Regions from separate parts of the Sus scrofa genome. Here region 1 is linked to region 2. Evidence: chromatin contacts called from public HiChIP or PLAC-seq data. All regions are on one chromosome and are shown on one strand. The core of a region is the stretch at or near the end of the contact, and the rest is flanking DNA. Distances in the headings are between cores, read along the strand shown.

The links. HiChIP or PLAC-seq counts read pairs in DNA pulled down with a chosen protein or histone mark.
Region 1: a contact with region 2 is called in an H3K27ac HiChIP or PLAC-seq map of alveolar macrophages. The contact joins two enhancer-like sites. A contact is called at or near these places in 10 of 47 Hi-C or Micro-C datasets (adipocytes, alveolar macrophages, embryonic fibroblasts and 6 more) and 1 of 2 datasets of contacts at active chromatin or transcription factors (alveolar macrophages).

Annotation. Positions count from the first base shown.
Region 1 is chr2:94,916,555-94,920,135 of Sscrofa11.1, reverse strand. The region is part of intron 1 of RASA1 (ras GTPase-activating protein 1); the gene reads right to left. Among named protein-coding and RNA genes, the nearest start is that of RASA1, 39 kb to the right of the region's middle. Within about 2 kb of position 2,190, at least 5 of the 83 cell types and tissues checked have an H3K27ac peak or open chromatin away from gene starts, as enhancers often do. A contact at or near this core is called in alveolar macrophages, where this site is marked.
Region 2 is chr2:94,710,310-94,713,944 of Sscrofa11.1, reverse strand. No RefSeq gene overlaps it. Among named protein-coding and RNA genes, the nearest start is that of RASA1, 170 kb to the left of the region's middle. Within about 2 kb of position 1,889, at least 14 of the 83 cell types and tissues checked have an H3K27ac peak or open chromatin away from gene starts, as enhancers often do. A contact at or near this core is called in alveolar macrophages, where this site is marked.

The sequences.
Region 1 (3,581 bases), core at 941-3,440, 210 kb before region 2:
ATGGACTGAGGATTTGGGATTGGCATATGCACACTATGGTATACGGAATGACTGGCCAACAGGGACCTGCTATACAGCACAGGGAACTCTACCCAATTTTCTGTGATAATCCGTGTGGAACAAGAATCTGAAGAATGGTTGTGTATACATGTATAACTGAATCACTGTGTTGTATAGCACAAATTATCACAATGTTGTAAATCAACTCTACTTCAATAAAACTTTAAAAAATGAAAAAAAGACCATTCTGCCCAAAGTGATTTTTTTTTTGGGGGGGGGGGTCTTTTTGTCTTTCTAGGGCCACATCCATGGCATATGGAGGTTCCCAGGCTAAGGGTCCAATCGGAGCTGTAGCCACTGGCTTACACCACAGCCACAGCAACGCAGGATATGAGCCACGGGCTGTGACCTACACCACAGCTCACAGCAACGCCAGATCCTTAACCCACTGAGCAAGGCCAGGGATTGAACCTGTGTCCTCATGGACGCTAGTTGGGTTTGTTAACTGCTGAGCCACGACAGGAACTCCCTGAAGAGATTTTTTAAATAAAAAATGATCTAGTATATAATGCGTTGTGTTCACATCAGTTTTCTCAGTAGAAATAGTGAGTAGAAAAATCAGTTCCCCCATCTAGACACCCCATCTTCCCCTACTGTGAACTCCCATAATATTGGCAACCTATACAACTTGCCTACACTCAAAAGATGCTGATTTGGGAGTTGCCTATTCAACACCCATTCCATTCAGAAAAAAAACACTCACACTCACACCAGCCTCTGGGAACGCTTTCTCCTCAATTTCCAAAAACATGGCTTCTGAGGAAGGTGTCCTTTTCTTTGAAGAATCTGGCCTAGTCAAAATTGATCATTCCATAGTGAGTCAAATATTCTTTTCAAGTATATTTTTCCACACTGAAACTGAGAGTTGGTCCTTTTCTGATGGCAAAAGCTATAGGATGCAAAGTTAAAGAAAGGGTTTTTGCTTCTCTGTTACATTTCCCCTTAGATGAGTCAGTTTATAGTAAGAAAGAATGAAGGTAACAGCTCTAAACAGATAAAGAGATGGAAATGAAGATTAATGATAACATTCAAATTCCTGGCTGGAGTTATCTCTGAGATTCCAGTTACAGGCCTACCCTACCCTTCCCTTAGTTTAGCTGTTCATCTCATCCTTCTATTACTTCTAGACCAGTTTTTTGGTCTCTAGGTGCTTTGAGATATTTAAAAAATTACTAGATCTCAGAGAAATGTGTTTATGTAGGTTGTGTCTATCAACATTATCATTAATAGAAATCAAAAACTGTGAACATTCTAAACATTTACTATTAATTTTAAATTAACATATTAGTTACTATTGTCGGTATAGAAAACATTCTTTACATAAGATGATAATAAATTTCAAAAAATTACAGCTGAATTCTCATATCTGAATTCTCATATCTGTTTCTTTTTTTTTCTTTTTTTCTTTTTGGCTTTTTAGGGCTGCATATGGAGGTTCCCAGGCTACAGGTTCAATCAGAGCTTTAGTTGCCAGCCTATGCCACAGCCACAGCAACACCAGATCTGAGCCATGTTTGTAATCTACACCACAGCTCACAGCAACTCCAGATTCTTAACCCACTGAGCGAGGCCAGGGATGGAACCCGCAACCTCATGGTTCCTTGTCAGATTCATTTCTGCTGTGCCACAACAGGAACTCCCTCATATCTGTTTCAGAATTCAGTCAGTTGCTGTATATTGTTTTGATCATGGTATATGAAAACTGTTACTCAACGTAGCTACTTAAAAGTTAGATAAAATGTAGAATCCAACCACACTTATAAATGTTCCATACTCTTATTAGAATTCATTAATGTACCATTTATTTGTGCATATTTTGTAGTATCATGCAATAGGCACTTGGCCATACTGGTTCACTGAGTTATAAAGATGTTCTAAGGGTTAACATGTTTTATTTTATAATATCAAGATATCACATTATTCATATCACCGCTACACAGTAAAGTAGGCCTTGGTTGTCTAAGCTGCATATCTGGCCCTTCCCCAGCTCCTAAGAGAAAACATCTAAGCCTTTGAAATATTCTGGAAATAAGAGTGGCTTTGTTTACTGAGAACCCTGGGCCATGCTAGACTGTTCATGATAATAAGATTTATGGTGGGGGACTTAGAACTCTTTGAAGTCAAACGGATGAAGTAACTAATGTAGGCCACCAGGGGGCACTAGGCCGACATGACGAAATCTCAATAAAATTTCTGAACACCAAGGCTCAGGTGAGCTTTCCTGATTGGTAATACTTCATACGTGCTGTCCCATATTGTTGATGGGAGAATTAAGCACTATCTGCATGACTCCACTGAGAGAAGACAATTAGAAGCTTGCATCTCGTCTCTCCTGGACTCTGCCCTACGCACTTTCTTCGCTGATTTTAATCTGTCTTTTCACAATAAACTATTAACTGTGTGTAACACCTTTGCTGAGTTATGTTTTTCCTTCTAGAAAACACCAAATCTGAGGTGATTTTAGGAACCTCCAACAACCATCAGTATCATTAGGAGAGCTGTTAGCAACACTAATGCGGGTGTCAAGACTCTTTTCAGGTAATAAGTGTAACCTTGAAGAAAAGGTAAGCACTGTTTTCAAAAAAGTGATCTGACCCTGGCTCTGATGAGTTTTTCTTCCAGAAATAAAAACACTGCATGTGTATCTTATATCCTTTCTAACTGGCCACAGATTTGTTCTAGGGTTCAGCATAAAAGCTCTAATTTTTGTTTTGTTTTGTTTTAGTGAAATACCATGTCTCTTGCTAATTCTAGCTATTAGCTATTAATTAGTTAGACACGTGAAGAGTATCTATATTGTAGTTTACGGATTTCAAATAAATGGTATAGTGAAATACTGACCTGAATTTTTTGAGATGCTTATCAACTGACATTTTTCTTAGCCCCAGAAAAGAGTATGAACTATGATTTTTTAATTTACACCTTACAACAATAGATTTGTTCTTTTAAATATATTAGTAATTTAAATATAAACATGCCACTTTGTCTTGAAGCATAGAAATAATTCCTCACAAATGATTTTTCCCTCTGGAAAAAATAAGCTACAAAAATATTTGTTAAACTACATATAGTCCATAACTGAGTGTAGCATGTAAAGGTATACAAAGCTTATAATAAGTAATGCTTCATCCAAATAATTCTTTTTTTTGTTTTATTTTCTTTTTTGCTTTTTAGGGCCGTACCCATGACGTACGGAGGTTTCCAGGCTAGGAGTCTAATCAGTGCCAGCCTACACCACAACCACAGCAACACAGGATCCGAGCCGCATCTGCGACCTACACCACAGCTCACACCACCACCAGATCCTTAACCAACTGAGCGAGGCCAGGGCTTGAACCCGAAACCTCATGGTTCCTAGCTGGATTTGTTTTTGCTGTGCCACGACGGGAGCTCCAAAATAATTCTATTTTGAAAAAAAGTGTTAAAGAGTTTAACAGTTCCATAATAAATCTTCGCCCAGAAAAAAATATATCATCCTAAAGTCACTATGTATTTAGGAAGCTAAAGTTGCAGATAACAAG
Region 2 (3,635 bases), core at 640-3,139:
ACATAGTATCGCTTTTACTTCTGCACCCTACCAGCCACAGAACTGCTTTCTGACAGCTCAGCAGATTCCCTGGGGCGGCAGGCCCCACCTCATTGCCTCCTCCTCTCTATCTCTAATCTCTCAAAGCATAACACAAGAGTCCGCATCCTGCTTTCCAGTTGTGACATTTTAGTCCACTGCCCCCACTTCCTGTGTTATTCCTTATTTTCAGTTCTATCAGTGATAAAAATATAATGTATTCATTATCATGATTTTTACATTTAGTTTTGTGTTTGTTTCATTCAGCAGTCTGCCTTGCATGTTTGCTCAGCTGCATTAAAAGCTCCTCAGAACTACAATGTTCCTTTTTTTAACGCCAAAGTTATTGCTTTGAATTATAGTAGATATGAAAAATAAATCAGAACAGCACCCTCCTAGCCCTTACTCAAGGCTCCATTTCTCAGCTTCTCCAATTCTTCTTAGTAGTTTTCTAGTAGTATTGCATAGGCCAAGGATTGTTGGAGTTATATTTGATCATGTTTGTCTTATTCTTCTATATCCAGTCTATCAGAGACTTAGGTTTCTTCCTTTCTCAAGTTTCCCAAATGCACCCTTTTGTTTCCTTTTCAGTTATCCAGCTATTAGATTTTTATGATAACATGCCTGATTTATGGATTTTGCCTTATGACTAATATGCATAAATTAACTCACCTTTTCTCAGATCTAATGTGCATGGCTTCCTAAAACATCCTGTCCATTGTGTCAACCTTGGTTACAGAAACGATAATATCCTCTTGACCTATCAATTTCAAGTTCTTCGGCCATATATATATAAGTCTGGGATTACCTGACGATAGGATGTTTTTTCATTGCTCCCTAATATGTGCAGTCTACTTTGCCCAGACAGATTTTTTTCATTCTCTCTCCACATACACTATACTCTTTCCTATCTTTTTTCCTTAATTAAATTCCTTCTGGGGATTGAGGATGTCTTGGCTACTATCCTTTGCTAACACTCCAAATAGATCTTCTTGTGTCCTTCATGAAACATCATACACACATTCAATTTTATTTTTAAACACACACACACACACACACACACACACAACCATCCTCCCCATATGTCCATGGCAAAAATATTTATTCTGTAATTTAACTTTTAATGGTTTGTAAATTATTCTATTTCTTTGCTTTATGTAACATTTATATTCTAAAGTCCTTAATATATAGATTAGATGCAATTTCCTTATTGTTTAGATATTATTAAATATTCAAGAAACATTCTGGTTCAAAATTTCATCATGGTCCTCATTATCAACAAAGTCTTCTACATTTTGAGAACTGGGAAAAAAAGTAGTCAACTTCAAAAGGCTTGGGTTTATCTTTGCCAAACAACGAAAAGAATCCAGGAAGAATGCTAAATCTTTAAGTTGTCTTTCATAATTTCTGCTTCTAAAATAAATAGCACTGTTAACAGAAACCTAAAGATTTCTCTATTCATATCAAAGAATACCTTCTAAGATCAGATTCATGTTATTTTTAAAAAGAGCTTCAGCAAGTCACATACTATGTTCGCTGTAAGTTCAAAAGTAAGAAGGCCCTTCCCTCATTTTCTTAGAACAGACCTCTAGGCAATTAGAATACATCAAAGTGACTAAAAGGACAGAACTTAAGTCTAGCTCTCCCCTGATCACCTGTGCAGTATATTCTCACCATTGGGGGCCACTGGTCTTGTGGCTTTGTTTCCTGCTCACTAGACTGTTGGTTGATGGGCTGAGGGTGTGACTTTGCTCATTTCCTTTTTGTCACCTCACAAAGCCCTGGTTTGTTTGCTTTATCTAAGACCTCTCTGCTACCTAGCTAAGCTTGGCTTCCTGTCCAATGCTGTGCACTCTGTCTCCATGGTCCCGGCTCAGCTGGAAGAAAATCAACTGAGGGTCTGAAAGTCCACTGCACTTTTAATGACTTCCTCAAACGTTTCACTTACCCTTCGGGGCTGGCAATAGCCAGTCCAGAGGAGCAGTTAGTAGGAGTGATTCAAATATTTAAATTTTTGCACAGTAAAAATGCTGAGCTTTCTGCTGGCTCAAACTGCATGGGGTAAGGGAGAGAATGGAAACTCTAGGGCAGAGTACTACATCCTATTGTGTTTACATGTTTGATAATACTCCCCAGTACCTTCTGTTGGTGAGGAACAATACAAACTTGACATCCGTTAATGGTGGCACTTAAGGGAATAGCTCCTACTTATTATGAGGAGAAGCAGGAGGATTTGGATCTGGGGTGAGCCAGAAGTCTGGATTAAAAAGGATAGTAGTGAGCCCACTGTCAATACTAGGGACAGATGGAGCTTTAATAGTGAAAAAGGAATAGGCTTCCTAGAGAAGATATGGAGAACGTGTTTTCTTTACACATTTAACATATGTTTCCTTTCCAACCAAGCATGGACTCTGAATGAGAGGTTTCTTTGGAAAGAGTTGAATTTGGTGGAGGATCACTCTATCAAGAGGGACTTTTCATGTGTCTTCCTTAAGTATATTTCTGAAAAGTGTGGATTTACAGACATGGCTGAACATATGCTGGGACAGCTTATATCATATCATTGCAGGATGAGTAGTCAACCCTCTAAAAACAGTTCATACCACCCACAGGTATGCAGAAACCACTTGTGAGTAACCCATGTTTTGAATTCTCTGAGATTTACCATAGACCTTGGAATGAAAGCTTAAGAGAGTCTATATCAACCTACATGTAACTTGATGCAGCCACTGTAGAAAACAGTACGGAGGTTCCTCAAAAAATTGTAAATAGAATTACCATATGATTCAGCAATCCCACTTCTAAGTATACATCTGATAAAAAAGAAATGATTATCTCAAAGAGATATCTTCATTTCATGTTAATTGTAGCATTATCCACAATAACCAAGACACAGAAACAGCTTACGTGTCCAATGACAAATGAAAGAAAATAATATGGCCTATCGATAAATGGCGTATTTTTCTTTTTTTAAATGGCTGCACCTACAGCATATGGAGGTTCTCAGGCCAGGGGTTGAATTGGAGCTGTAGTTGGGGCCTATGCCACAGCCAACACCAGATCTGAACCACAGCTGTGACCAATGCCATAGCTCTTTGCAACACTGGATCCTTAACCCACTGGCAAGGCCAGGGACTCAACCTGCATCCTCATGGAGAAAATTTTACGACCCAGTGAGCAACAACAGGAACACCTATAAGTGGTATTTTATTTGGCTACAAAAAGAAGGAGATCCTGCCATTTGTGACAGCATGAAAAGAACTTGAAGGCATCATACTAAGTGAAATAAGTTAGAGAAAGACAAACATTGTGCAAAATAACTCATATGTAGAATTTAAAAACAGAAAATTCAAAGGGTAGAATGGTGATTTCTAGGGGCTGAGGGGTGGGAAAAATGGAGACTTATTAGTCAAAGGGTACAAATTTTCAGTTCCAAGAACAGTAAGTTCTAGGAATCTAATGAATAGCATGGTGACTATAGGTAACAATAGTGCATTGTTTACTTGAAAGCTGCTGTGAGAGAAGAGCTTTAATGCTTTCACCATAACAATAACAACATGTTATTTATGTGAAGTGTAGGATGTATTAACTAACTTTATTGTAGTAAATATTTTGCA